Regions from separate parts of the Sus scrofa genome. Here region 1 is linked to region 2. The links are chromatin contacts, called in public Hi-C maps. All regions are on one chromosome and are shown on one strand. The core of a region is the stretch at or near the end of the contact, and the rest is flanking DNA. Distances in the headings are between cores, read along the strand shown.

The links. A called contact is a pair of places that touch in the nucleus more often than the background predicts.
Region 1: a contact with region 2 is called in a Hi-C map of embryonic fibroblasts, with 2.0 times the contacts expected there. The contact joins the promoter of DSEL here to the enhancer-like site in region 2. A contact is called at or near these places in 14 of 47 Hi-C or Micro-C datasets (adipocytes, embryonic fibroblasts, epiblast stem cells and 9 more) and 1 of 2 datasets of contacts at active chromatin or transcription factors (skeletal muscle).

The regions. Positions count from the first base shown.
Region 1 is chr1:154,917,965-154,920,664 of Sscrofa11.1, forward strand. It overlaps DSEL (dermatan-sulfate epimerase-like protein), which reads left to right and starts at 1,368. Exons shown (of 3, transcript XM_021099387.1): 1 at 1,368-1,727; 2 at 2,545-2,700. LOC110261617 (a long non-coding RNA gene) reads right to left here and starts at 1,107. Exons shown (of 3, transcript XR_002345981.1): 1 at 1,001-1,107.
Region 2 is chr1:154,531,550-154,534,526 of Sscrofa11.1, forward strand. No RefSeq gene overlaps it. Among named protein-coding and RNA genes, the nearest start is that of DSEL, 390 kb to the right of the region's middle. Within about 2 kb of position 1,497, at least 3 of the 83 cell types and tissues checked have an H3K27ac peak or open chromatin away from gene starts, as enhancers often do. A contact at or near this core is called in embryonic fibroblasts, where this site is marked.

The DNA of each region.
Region 1 (2,700 bases), core at 118-2,617, 390 kb after region 2:
GATGTTGGGCAGAGAATGCTATGCAGGAAGGAACAGGATAAGCATAGTTATGAAAGCACCAAAACAAAAGCCAGTTTGGCTATTTGGACTGGAGGAGGGTCCCCAAGGAGATAAAAGAGAAGACCGATGAGGAGATAGAGGCCACATTTCACCTCCCAGGTGAATTATTTTGAAATTTATTCTGCCAGCAACATCTACTGCTTGGTTTTACCACTAAGTGATCTAAGGCACTCACTTTTTAATAGGCACATCTGTTCATTTTACCAAAATGGGATGGAATAGGAGGAAACTGAAGGTGTCATCAATTCCCAACTGGGGAGGGGTTGTTCATTTGAAACAATTGATATTTCACAGTTTTCCTATTATTACTAAGTTATCTGTGATGGTAGAGGGCAAACCTTAGGTTGACTCCTGCTGAAATGTAATCTCAGATGTCTGAGAAGTTCCCTATGTCCGGTAACATAGGAGTCACCGCTGCTCTACGAGTACCAAAGTCTGGAATTGCACACACATATGATGGTACCTGAGCCACACTTTCTTCGATGCCTGTGGGTCTTAATTCCAGGTTCCATTTCTTTAATAAGAAAGAGATTCCTTTCATCTGTTTGTCCCATATTTTCCATATTTATACCGCTGGAGAACTTATTTCAATCAATAAAGGTGATTAGTCTTTTTTGTTTTCCTCTGATTTTTAGTATCTGTGCTCTGGAGGTCAGTGTCATATTAATCTGGTACATTGATTTTGCATTTCTAAATGACACCAACCTCAGCCAGGCTGACTCACATTCATTCACTGCTCAGTCGTTCCTAAAGGGTGCTTCCCGATATCCCACAGCGTCATCCTGCCCGGCCCGCTTCTCCCAACAGTTCTAATCCTACCCAGAACATTCTCTCATCTCCCTCTCCCTCCGAGCCCTGTTTGATCGTCCTTTCCTTACAACCAAAGGGGAAATATCAGCAGAGACCTCCCGCCAGCCGGGAGAAGTCTTCAGACACTCACACTCTCAAATTTCCGCCCGCTCGGGCCCCGCTCGTCCCATACCGCAAGGCAGCCACTGCAGCCGGGAACACGCAAGCTTAAGAGACTCCTCCGGTTCGGATCTCGGGGGCGGGGGGGCCGCTGGCCCCACCCCCCTGCCCCGCCTCTCTCCAGCCCCGCCCCACAACCTGCACCCCAGATCTCCTGCTCTCGCTCTCCCGGAGGCCCGAGGCCCTGAGGCCACGCCCCATCTTTTCCCGCCCCGCCCACAGCCCGACTCGCGGTCCCTCGCCCTCCCAGGCCCAGAGGCCCCGCCCCTGCCCCGCCCTCGTTTCGTTCCCGCCCCGCCCCCTGCCCGCGTCGCCGTCTCTCGCCCTCTCCGGGCCGCGCCGCCGGAGCTGGCACTGAGGAGCGGCGGCCGCGGCGGCATTGGGACCTGGGGACGCCAGCGCTCCGCTGGACACTGCGTCCCCCGAGAGCGCCCACGGCGCGCGCATCTGCCTTCTGCGGTCCGGGGCTGCCCGGGGGCGTCCGGCGTTTCCCGAGAGCGGGCGTGTCCAGTGCCGGGCGGGAGACGAGCGCGGGGCCACAGCCTGTTGGAGCGCTGGGGGTGCCGGGCAGGGGGCGCGGGGAGCCCTGCCGGGGACCAAGCGGCCCGTTTCCTTGTGCAGAGCAGTTTTCTCGAACTCTCCGCCTCCGTCTCGTTGGGGCCCACCGCTGCCGGGAGACCCCATCCAGACCTACCAAGGTAAGCAGACTCGGCCATTTAGGGGTCTCTTGTCCCCAATCCACAGCCGGAGGTCGGGGATGGGGAGCGGGGGATAGAGTTGGCCTGTTCGTAGGAAGCGAATAAAAAAAAATGCAACAGGCAGGCAGGGCGGATCAGGAAACTCCTAGCGTTAATGTTTCCCACAGAGAGGAGACTTGTCCAAGACTGAAACTTGCTTAGGTTCTTCAGAAGCCAAGACGGGCAGCTGCGAAGCCGCTCCTTAAGTCTGGGTCTGAGCTCCCTCTGGTGGCTTCTTGTAAGGATGTAAAACGAGGCACAGGCGAGAGAGATTGGAGCAGAGCTCCCACACGTTGTCATGACTTCTCCTTGGAGAAAAGTGCCTGTTCTTGGTAGTTCCCCTTGCAAAGACACCTTCTGATCCCTTGAAACCTAAACCCTCGAACTGAATCAAAATGGTCCTTTCAACTTTCGCTTTTTGTCTCTGAGTCCTTCATGATCCAAACAAGAATGACAGCAGGACTCACCTTGTATTAACTGCACTTGAATTAAAAACATTTTACAAGACTAAAAGCAAGCCACACAGTTAAATACTCCGGGGTAAGTTCTGTCTTGTAGCGCTTGTCTTCTGCCACTATTCATTGTTATCCTAATGTGTGCATTGAAAAGTATAAGAAGAAAAAAGAATCATTTGGTCAAACTTAGATTGTACTTAATAACAGATTTTATTGTGATTCTAAAATTTCTATGAAGGGATGGTAGAGCATTTAAATCTTCCGTTTTTGTCCATTCCCAGCCTACCAGTAGCTTCAGAGAATTTGTTTTGTTTTTCCTCCAGAAAAAGAGTGTCATGAAAAAGGAGCAGAAAGGAGACCTCACTGTTGGTGAAAGGGGAGTTTTCTTTCCCAGTTGGTGGTTACTTCATGATTGGAAGAGAAGTACCTAGGTGGCTGAAGAGATGAGATTTTCCTAGTCATACTGATGAAGCTGATAA
Region 2 (2,977 bases), core at 247-2,746:
AGATAGGTGGACAGACCAGCTGTTCCTGGCATGTTTGGCCCCTTCATGTCATTTCCGTACTTAGGTGAAATATAGGAGAGGCTAAACAGTGCAAATCAAGTACAGAGGAGTTAACTCTGTGGAGTGAGCTTTGACCAATGAGAAATAAAAGGTGGTAGGAAGCTCAGCAGATAAATTCTGTCTCCTTTCTCCTTCAAGTAGCCTCTTCGGAGAGGTTTGTGGCAGTAGAGCCTGCCTAAAGACATCCTTTGAGGCAAATAGCCGAATCTTGGCATTTGTTCACATCTTGTAAGCAGTGGGCACTGGGTAACAAATCATCTTGCATTTCCTCCATCATCCTCTGCCTCATTTTTCTTTGTCCTCACTCTCATTGACCTGGATTTTCATCTTTCGAATAAAGCATCAGCAATTTATCTTTGCCTCTGGCTGTGTTTTCTAGGATCCTTGGGATGCTGCCAATTTAAAAAAATGTGAAATCTGAGGAGAGACCAAAGGTTGCCCAATAATTATGTCTATTTGTCACAGGCATGGCATGTTTTTGGTTCAAAGTGGATTTCCTTTTTTTCTTTCACAGAGTTTGTTAAGAATTGACCATCTCTTTTGTAAGGTACACTTTCCTTTATATCCCCAATGCATTACTGATCCTCAATCCTTTCTCCTATTCCTGCTCTCTATCGAACCCCATTCAATGATCATCATTCCCAACTTTCTGCTTTCTAACCCAGAAAAATCTTACATGCTTAAAAAAAATATCCAAATTAGTGGAAGTAACAATTACATGAATTGTCTAGACAGGTTAAGCAAAAATGATTTAAAAATGTGCTCGGAGATCTTATAGGCAATTGGAGGTCGATGGATTATACTGCAAATATTAAACAACAATGTCTATATGTTATTGGATTAGTTGATATTTATCTTTTAAGTATTAGTGATCCAAAATTGAATTTTTTATTTTCTGACTGGGGCAGTGTTTAATAACATAGGAAACTTCTATCATTAACCATATAACCAGCAAAAGGGGAAAAAATAGGTTATTCAACTCTGTGCTGTACTGTTGGATTTGATTTTGATCAAAGTCAATTAGCGGAACAATAGTGGTATATATTACCCAGACTATCTCTTAGTTATAAAGTATCTGACTTAGTTTGGTTAACCATCCCTATTTGTATTTCACAGTTATTTCTGTGACCTATATTTGCAACATACCACTTGGATGATCTTTTTTTTTTTTTGCTTTTTAAAGTAAGAAGGAAGGACTTTAAGTGATTGCTATGTCTCAATGGAGAGAAGGTTATCCTATCTTGTAATGCCTTTCTTGATTCTTCTAATTCTGTGTCTCCCTTCAGGGAAAACCCATAATGCTCTGATAAAAGTAAGGAGAAGGAAGAACAATATAAGCAGCAATCCAATGGAATTGCTCAGTCACTGAGGTGATTCACAAGAGAACAAGGATCATGACCATCCACAACAGCCCATTCCCAGTTTTTCCTCTTGGTCAGCAATGCCAAAGAATATGAGAGGAAACAGATGAATAGCCACAGGCTTTATTACGTACACTGGTCTCAGTAAACATCATTGGGAAAAGTAGTAGGTATAAGCTCTTTAAAAACTCTCTGAAGTGTATATAACCTCCAGTTCATCCTTTCTTTAGGTTTTTCAATTTTTCCCTATTGATTTGGATGTTTGGGGGACAAATTATCCCAAGTTCTTTCCACATTCTTCACCCAATTTTGGCCTCATTAGATATGGATAGCTTTGCCCTTAGTAATAGTTTTCTTGATTCAATATTCTCTCATTATTCTGTGAGGTTCATTGCCAGAGAACTCAGGAGGGTTTCATGCACAATTTCAGCTTTCTTTAAAATCAGGAAATAGTCTTGGTTAGGCAACTACTGGGTTTTGCTTCTCAGTTTGGCAAAAGGCAGAATGCAATACTATTAGTTTTGCCCTGTTTTAGACATGCTAAGGAAAATAAGAGCAGATGAATACCTCTGGTTCTTTCCTGCTCTTCCTTTTATAATTATCTTCCATTTCATAATGTACAAAGTCACAATGACTGTGCTTGAAGAGAATGTTGTTAAATCTGACCAAACAAAAATGCTCCTGCCCTAATAAAGGACAGCTTAGGAAGAATTGATATAACAGAAATCTTGGCAAAGAAATGTGGAACATTTTTTTCTTTCTATAATTGCGCTATCATGTGGAATTCTGTGTCCTTCTCACTTTAAGGCTGTCCACTAGAGGATTATTAGTTCTGATGAGTTTGGGTTTTGTTTTTTTCTTTTTTTTTTTTTTTTTCTGTCTCACTAGAGACAGAAGCAAACCTGAGGAAAGGCACACACACACACACACACACACACACACACACACACACATACCTACATGTTTTTTTCTATTCACAAAGAAGAATATATTTTCTATAAAAATTAGTTTTATAAAACTGGATTTCCACTGTTAATAAAATCATAAGCAGCAAAATCCTGCAATGTATTTGCTTTCCTTTAAGTGAAAATCATCTGTTTAGGTGGAGCTCTGGTGGGCACTGACATAACAGATTCATATGTCATCTATGAAGGATTCTTACAGATGTACCACCTTGAAAATCTTGAAAGCCTCGTGGCCATCTCTCAAGCTGCCTGCCCTTGTCCGTGCATGGTGTCAGGGACCCTCATTCCTCTCAGCTTATCTACAGTTCTATATCCCCTAATTCAATTAGACATCCAGTACATGACCCACTGAGAACAAATTTTTGCTGTTTTGTTTCCTTCTGGATCCTTCCCTCCAAAGTGCTGCTGGTTTGTTGTTCTTGAAACATCAACTGTGTTTTATGAAACCTCGAAAATCAGCATTTGGACCTCTTAAAAGTCAGCTGTGCCTTATTGAAGCAAACCTATTCTTAGGTACTTTATTCTGATTCTTTTAAGATGAAGGTGGGTGATTGTGGGCAGATGAAATGAAGGGGGATCAGGAGGGCAGCA